Linked DNA regions of Arachis hypogaea: region 1 is linked to region 2. Evidence: chromatin contacts called from public Hi-C data. All regions are on one chromosome and are shown on one strand. Each heading gives the region's core, a stretch centred on a gene start, on an enhancer-like site or on the middle of the called end of the contact. The rest is flanking DNA. Distances are from core to core; before and after follow the strand shown. Region 1 has its middle 39 kb from the start of LOC112754865. Region 2 has its middle 9.1 kb from the start of LOC112754863.

Evidence for each region. A called contact is a pair of places that touch in the nucleus more often than the background predicts.
Region 1: a Hi-C map of leaf shows a contact between it and region 2, with 2.5 times the contacts expected there. The contact joins two enhancer-like sites. A contact is called at or near these places in 2 of 8 Hi-C or Micro-C datasets (both in leaf).

What each region holds. Positions count from the first base shown.
Region 1 is chr16:124,803,651-124,808,154 of arahy.Tifrunner.gnm2.J5K5, reverse strand. No RefSeq gene overlaps it. Among protein-coding and RNA genes, the nearest start is that of LOC112754865, 39 kb to the right of the region's middle. Within about 2 kb of position 1,299, at least 1 of the 3 cell types and tissues checked has open chromatin away from gene starts, as enhancers often do.
Region 2 is chr16:124,674,145-124,679,071 of arahy.Tifrunner.gnm2.J5K5, reverse strand. No RefSeq gene overlaps it. Among protein-coding and RNA genes, the nearest start is that of LOC112754863, 9.1 kb to the right of the region's middle. Within about 2 kb of position 3,066, at least 1 of the 3 cell types and tissues checked has open chromatin away from gene starts, as enhancers often do.

The DNA.
Region 1 (4,504 bases), core at 50-2,549, 130 kb before region 2:
ATGACTTATTCAATTTAACATTTATAACAATAAATGAGATCATTATATATATAAGTCATTTAATCTAAAATAACATAATTTGTGATTATAATTAATATATGTATTGCCTACAAATAAATTAAAAAATTAAATAATTTCCTAACAACCAAATCGCATAATTGAAGTCGGAAAATTATCATGTAATAACGTCTTAAAAATATTATAAAGCAAAAAGGAAATAATGAAGGGTACACACTTTGAATGATCACCTAAAAATACTCACTAACTTAAGTACCAAAATGTTTTTACAAGTTGTCTTCCTGGTTTAATTACCAACGAAATAAAAATCAAGATCATTATCAACTCTTAAGCTCAAAAATACTATCTCAGATCTAAATAGTTTTTTTTTTCACAGAAATAACATGTAGAATCTTCTTTTAGAGAGATTTTACAAAAATCTTTCAATAGTTCTTTCTAAGATAGTTAAAATATAAGTTTACATGAGTATGATATGACTAAATTTCTTATGTTATAGACATTTGTCATGAATGACGAAGAACAAACATCTTATATTTTGATATACGAATACTTTAAGGTATAATGTATAAGTGTTAATGTGTTATTCACTTTTTTGTATGGTAGAATGGTAGAATAGTAGTCTTGTTAATATTGATAGAAGCTATGAAATACAAATATTTTATTGAGTTATTGTGTCTATATGTGGTATATATTTTGGACTCGATATACATATTTGTTGTATTCAACCGTATTTTAATAAAAAATAAAAAAATTTCTAATACGATTGAACACACCTAAATACTATCAAGTGTCAGCGTATTCAATGTTATTCTTAATATGTATTCTAGAAATGAGTTTAGAAATAATATATATTATTATTTATTAAAATAAAAAATAATTTATATAATTAAAAAAACATAAATAATTAAAAAAAATTATATTTTAATATTAATAAAACATCAAAATATCACTATATTTATCTAAAAAATACTTTATATATATATATATATATATATACCATGCCTATAAAATTTTAAAACTCCTATAATACCATGGCTAACACTACGGTGGAAAAGTCAAGCTTTTGCACCGATGTAAAAGTCCGTTTTGGAAGGGTTTTGACTTTTTATTTTTAAAGTGTGACGAAAAAATGTTGTTGGGCTGGATTACAGAAGAGCCAAAAATTCAACAAGAAATTGGTGATGTAACCAAGGTTATGAGAATGTCAAAAAAAAAAAAAAAACAAAGTTATGAGAAGCCCACTCTAGCAAAGTCTTCACGTGTAGCGACCTCGGAAACACAGGAGCCACCGGAGACAACACCGCCGCCGAGTCGCCGACGGTGGTCCTTTTCAACCGCTGGACGGGCTTCCTTCCTTCTTTTCAAGGACCCCAATGAATTCTCTCTTTCAATTTGTCTTCTATATCACCCTGCATGCGTGCACTCAACTTTTTCAGATCTAAAACATTGTTTCCATTATTGAGCTCTGTTCTTAATTTTAGAATGTTAGCCGTTTGGGTAAATTTTCAAATTCTCACTAAGTAGTTTAAGAATGCAAGAAGATGGGAAGCTTAAGAAATTACTTCAGCGGTGTAAGAATAATGATGAGAATAATAATGGTGATGTGAGAGAAGTGTGTGAAGCATGTGCTGATACAATGATGATGAAGAAAAATGGTGATTGTGAACCCCTGCCCTGATTCATGATTGTAATGAAAATGGACTAATTAGATGCTTAATTTGCTGCTACTAGTTTTTAGCAAAATACATTATGGTATGATTTTTTCCTTCGGTATTGCATTATGGTATGATTTAAATAGTTCTTGAAACCAGTTGCTTCTGGAATTTGGATTCAACCCGTATTCGTTTTGTGCACTTTCTATCTATCTTTTTCATATCTATTTTTCGATTGCATCCAATTACTTGTCAATTACAAAATCAATATAATTAGATCGAATCGATTTTGGTCACATAATCGAATTATTCATAAGCGTGGATCCTCCTATGTACAGTTAGGTAACTAAATATTTATATTCTTGTTAGTAAATTATATAAAAGAATTTTTAAAAGTATTGAATTATTTTTATATAGTAAAAATAATATATTTCGAAAAATATTATTATATAATTTATTAACAAAAATATCTAATACTTACTATAATTTATATTTTTAACTAAAAATATTATTATATTAAAAAGATAAATTTTTAAAAATATTATCAATATGAATTTTCTTTATAAAAAGTTACCAAATAGTAAATATTATATTTTCCCTCAATGTTTACATTTTATTTCAAATATATTTAATATACTAAAATTGGGTTTTTCCCCAACTAATGAAGGTGAGGTATCGATCCCTCGTGATTCCGTTTCCCTCCAAAATGAATACACTATTCTCTATTCTAAATTATTTTATAAAAAATATCTTTATTATAATTATATTATAATTAATATTTAATGAATAATACATAATTATACTAATTTAGAAATATATTTTCATTATAATTATATCAAATCAATATTTAATGCATTATTAAACTACTTATCAATTATCAATTGAAAATACATTTAATCATAATAATAATAATAATAATAATAATAATAATAATAATAATAATATATGATAATGATATGATAATTGCACCAGTCGTGGTAATCATGATAAGAATATTTGATTATAATCATAAAATAATCAAATCTTATAATATTAATAACGCACATTGATTTTAAATATTTTTAGTTATTTAAATTTTATTGATTTTAAAAATATTGATATAATTCTAATTCTTATTCATTATCCAATAATAATAATAATAATAATAATAATAATAATAATAATAATAATAATAATAATAATAACTTGAAAAATCCGTATATAAACTATTTCAATTACCTGTGTATTATTATTAAAATTCTATTTACTTAATATACTAAAACTGAGTTTTTTTCCCAACTAATGAAGGTAAGGTGTCTCCTCGTGAGTTTTTTTCCTCCAAAATAAATGTACTATTTTCTCTTCTAAATTTATTTTATAAAAATATTTTTATTATAATTATATTACAATTAGTATTTAATAAAAAAAGCATAATTATACCAATTTAAGAAAATATATTTATTATAATTATATAAAATTAATATTTAATGTATTATTAAATTAATTATCAATAAGAATATTAATATTAATTATTAAATTATTATATTAATTATATAATACTAATTGTCAATTATTAATATTTTTTAATTATTATTTTTCAGTTATTATTTTTAATCAAGCATAATTAATGACGAATTGATACATACATTAATGGTGAAAAATTGATATTGATATCAATTAATAATAATAATAATAATAATAATAATAATAATAATAATAATTTATCTATCTATTTTATTATATAAAAATTGGGTTTTTATACTTAATGATGAAGTTGACGTGACATGCTTCTGAAAGTGTTTCCTGATTTATTTCTTTTAACTCATTAAATTCAATTCATTATGATAAATTAATTATATCAACTAATTGATTTGATTATATATTTAAATATCACACAATTTATTATAATTTATATTAATCAATTATTATCAATTACTTTAATTCATTACTTTATAAGACGCATAACAAAATAGATGATTTATTATTTATTCTAATTGAATGTAATAAAATAATAAATACATATTAATTTAGTTAAAAAATTACTTTCTCCTGTATAATTTATTATAAATATTTTTATATAAATTAATAATTAAAAATTATTAAATATTATTAAATTATCAACTATATGTCAGTTTTCGATTATTTTACTACATATACATAATTAATAACCATGACATTTAGTAGCAAAAAAAAAGATATCATAATAATATTAATAAAAAATAGAAAAAAATTATTCAAAGACAAAATATTAATGATATTATATGGATATAAGAGATTAATATATATATATATATATATATATATATATATTAAAAATAAGTTAATCAATATATATATAAATATATATAAAATGATTAATTTAATATTGTAAATATAATATATTAAAATATCATAATTATCTAAAAATTCATACTTATATCTTACTTCCGTAAATAATAATAGAAAGAAAAGACATAGAAATAATGAATGTAATTTAATAGAATAAATTATTATACGAGAATCATGGTGAGAGGTTATAATGTGAATAATAAATTACATTGACGGGCCTTCTTATTCTCGAAAATATAAATATCTAAAGTCTCATAACGATGGTTCTTCATATTTTTTTGAAGGTGGTTTTCCGTTTTACCTTTTTTATTTCTTTGTCATAAATAATTTCACAAACTATAATAATAGCTGCATACGAAGTTGTTTATTTTACTCTTCGATTCTCATCACCATCTTCTCTTCTTCTTCCTTTTCTTCTTTGGTTTCAGGCTTATTATTAACGTTGTTGTTTCGGCAGCACTCTAATAAAAAAGAGGTCATTTCTTACTATTCTCAATGCTTACCTAATACGTAACGATATTTACAAA
Region 2 (4,927 bases), core at 1,817-4,316:
CACAGAATATGAGGCAGCTAGACAATTAACTTATAATAGTTTTCCAACTGAATTTGGAAACGCAGCCGTAGAATATGGGAGCCTAGGAAAACAAACATTGTTATTGGTAGATTATTCTTTGTCCCTCTATCCGCAGGTGAATTATACTATTTAAGAATGTTACTCAACATTGTTAAAGGGCCAAGAAGCTATGAAGAACTTCGACTTTCAATGGTGTTGTTTATCCTACATTTATAGATGCATGTTACGTGCGGGGGTTACTTGATGATGATCAAGAATACGTTGATGCTATTGAAGAAGCAAGTCATTGGAGTTTTGGATATTATTTGAGAAAGCTGTTCGCAACTCTTTTGTGGTCAAATTCAATGACTCGACCTAAAGTAGTTTGGCAGAAATATTGGACTTTACTATCAGATGGGATACTATATAATCATATAACTATGTTCAATTTACCAGGTTTAAACTTATTCATTAATATCTACATTTATTTTGCTGCAATTTTCCTCATCAAATGTCCATAAGATACCATTTATTATGTTAATATTAATATCAAGGTTGTTGAAACTTTTTAACAAATATAAATGTCATAATATACAATTAAATGTATTAACGTATTTTTATTTTTAGTTTTCTAATACTCATTTCAATTATAATTGCATATTTGGTTTTATCAGATGATGAATTATCAGAGCTTACTCTAATAAAGATTGAACAAATACTTAACGGCAATGGCAAAACACTTCGAGAATATGCAACAATGCCATTTCCCAACATGGATAACATTCATAGTATGAGATGTGGCTCTTTGCAAAACAAATTAATATTGGATGAACTCCGCTATGATCGAGTTATGTTGGCTGAGGAACACAAGCAATTTTTATCACAAATGACAACAGAACAAAAATATGTATATAACCAAATCCTTCAGGCTGTCAATTCAGATTGCGGTAAAGTTTTCTTCTTATATGGGTACGAAGGTACAGGAAAGACTTCTGTTTGGAATACTGCAGTTGCTTTTAGATCAAAGGGTCAAATTGTCTTAATAGTTACTTCAAGTGGAAAAATAGCTTCGTTCTTGCTACCTAAAGGAAGAACAGCTTATTCTAGGTTTGCAATCCCCCTGACTCCTGATGAATATTTCACCTGTAATATAAAACAAGGAAGCCCACTAGTTGAGTTAATTTTGGCAACTAAACTTATTATTTGGGATGAAGAACCAATGATGAATAAATTTTGCTTTGAAACACTAGATCGAACTATGAGAGATTTACTTCAGCACACAAACCATTCAAGTTTACTGTTGCCATTTAGGGAAAAAACAGTCGTCTTTGGTGGTGATTTTAGGCAAATCCTCCTAGTGATAACAAAGGGATCTAGACAAGATATTGTTAATGCATCGATTAATTCCTCTTATCTATGGAATAAATGCAAGTTACTAACTTTAACTCAGAATATGAGATTAAGGTCTTCAATAGAAGATGAAAGTGTTAGAGAATGAAAAGAATTTGCACAATGGATCCTTGATTTAGGAGATGAAAAGCTTGCTCATTCAGAAGATGGATACAGTGTAGTCCCTATACCACCTGAACTCTTAATTACAAATTTTGATGACCCAATTCATGCAATTGTTGAAGCTATATATAGTGACTACCTAAAGGATCCCATGGAGTTCAGGAATTTGCATGGCCATGCTATTTTGGCTCCAACAATCAACGTTGTTAAACAAGTTAATGATTATATACTAGCTTTAAATGAAAATGAAAAAAAAGTTTATCTCAGCTCTGATTTACCTTCTTTTAAAGAAGGAGCAACAGACAGTTTGGCATCAATGCAAACTCCAGAACTTTTGGCAACTATTGAATCTCCCAGACTTCTAAATCATGAACTTTGCTTTAGGTAAGACTGTCCTGTGATGCTTATTAAAAATATTGATCATTCAGTAGGCTTTTGTAATAGTACTAAATTAGTTATCACAAGGCTTGGCAATAAAGTTATCGAAGCAAAAGTCTTATTAGGATCTAACATTAGTGAAAAGGTTTTCATACCTAGGATGACATTAACTCCTTTGGATACAAAACTCCATTTAAGTTTCAACGAAGGCAATTTCCTTTGATGCTCTCATATGCCATGACTATAAATAAAAGTCAAGGACAATCATTGGATTATGTTGGGTTATTACTTAAACAGCCAGTATTCACATATGACCAACTATATGTTGCAGTCTCAAGAGTTACTGAGAAATACGAACTGAAGATTGTTATTTCTCATGACAATTCAAACAATTACACTGAAACCAACAATGTCGTTTATCATGAAGTTTTTCAGAAATATTTAATTTTAGCATATTGTGTCACATACAATAGGTAAAGATCATATTCTCAATTCCTTTGAATTATTTCTTTAACTATTTCTTACTTATTTATGTCTCAACATTTTCTTTTTAAAATTTTACCAAATTTTATCCTTATCATTATATCTATATGTTGCACATATTATTAATTTGCAAATTCACTTAGTATTTATGCTGTTTATTGCAGCACAACTATCAAATTCTAGAATGAAAAATGTGCACTTTTGCTTCAACAATCAATCTTCCTTCTCTTGTCATGTATTTATATTAATTAACCATGTTTAGTTAATACATGATCCAGAATTATTATTTACATCATTGTCATCATATTTCTAAGTTTAATAAACATACATGACAAACATATCATTATTCAATTTCTATGTGTTTCTCTTATATATCTTTGTTATTAATTGCTCAAACTCAATCACTTACTCGCAGGTATGCACAGAAATCTTGCTAATTTAATATATAATAGATATGAGTAACGGTCTTTGATTGACATGTGTAGTTTCCTTTGTTGGACAAATATATATCCTAATTGAATGACAAGTGGCAACCTAAGAAAACACAATGCATCAATACATAAAGTAGTATTCGATCCATTAATTCCCAACACAAACAAAAAAACTTACATCAGCAAACCCATTCAATTAACTCTTCAACCTAACAACGGATCACCATTCTAACCACCCTTTACACAAACTCAATTTAACTAGCTTGTGCAAGCTTGTCAACAAAGCGAACATTCAAATCTTCCCCATAGGCACCAGGGACCAATTGGGTCCTTGCCCATCGTGTCACTATTTGTCTAGTTGTTCACAACACATTCCTTTCACCCCCATCAACACCATTCACATTTTTTATAAAGTAAAATGACAATGAGATCTTTGAAGATTTCGACCTCAAACTAATTAATTTTTAAAAAAATATTAATTAGATTATTTGCAATAGTAAATGGTGGATATATATGTCTTTCTATCGAAACGAAATAAAGTTGTTTATGTATTTTATTATTTATAGTGGTGTTTGTCCCATTGCTGTCATATGAGCATGAAAACGATATAATTTTTGGACAATGAAATATTTATTATCTTTTGAGTTTTTATATAACATTTATCAACTGCTCTCTATTTATTATGAATTCTATTAAAACATGTAAAATTTCACTCCAAAAATTATTATCTACATGACAATATTTTATAAATAAACTCGTCACAGTAGTTAACGGTACACATAAGCACCACGCTTAAATTTTACATAAAAAATTAATAGAAGAACATCCCATCTCAACTATTTGCTATTATAGAGAATCAAATTAGTATTTTTTTATTTTTAAAAACAAATTAATCTAAGATCGAAATCTTCAGAAACTTAATTGTCACTTTATTTTTTTTTTTATATTAAATCTGCACGGCTACTTCGATTGGAACAAACAAAATTCCACCTCCATTCCATGAAACAGGTGATAAACTTCCTAAAATATATTGCTTCTTTTCGTTATTATAATAATTTTAAAATCTTTTCAGAAAATAAAAAATAATAAAAAAAAGGTGTTGATGGTCATCAATCCGCTCATAAAGAGGCCCGCTCCAAATTATGGCAAACGACAGTTCAACGAAGAAGACTCTAGATGTGTTTGTTTAAAACGTTGAAATTATATTATAGAAAGACTTAAATATGTTAGTCAAAACTCTATACAAACACTAAAAATTAGTCATATATATATATATATATATATATATATATATATATATATATATATATATATATATATATATATTATTTTACAAATTTTTTAAATTAAATTATCAACCATCAAAATTATAAAAAATCTAACTAAAGAATAACTATTTATCATCCAATATCAGCTTACTTTATAATTTTGTTGGAAGCCATAATAGAGATGAGTCATGCATGTTTGGAATTGAAGTCATATTATGATAAATGTGGATAAAAGAGAATGTAAATAAAAAAAGTCATTTAAAAAAGAAAAAGGAAAAAATTGGTTAAAATTAGCTATAAAAAAATTATCTCCTTATACTTCTTCAACAAACAAATATTTTATGAAAGCAAAATTTAAAAAAAAAAATTATAACAAAATCAAACATTTTCAAAGCAACATAATCAAACTTCTTATAAATACCAAATATCATCATCTTATGTGAATATAATGGTTCTGCAATCCAGGTATATATTACATGGATGAAAAGTTATGTTTTTCCTTGAAGGCTAAAGGTATATAGCTCATCAAGCCGAACATAATAATCAAGGATGAAATATTCCAATTGGGATGACATCAACTTCTCTGTCACCATGAACAACTACTACTATGCCTTGTGACAGAATCAACTATAATAGTAAATCATATTTACATTTAGAGAATTAGCGTCTAAATTTATTTTAATAGTTTTACTGTGATTTGTCTCCTATTTCTAACTACTGAAATACCCTGTACCAGATCTATTTATCCTAATAATGTTTTCTTTGCATATCTAAATCAGTTGAAACGAGATTCCACGATAATTGAAGTGCTTGCTATTTCAAATTTCTCTCTAATGCACATTTCTTGTCACTATG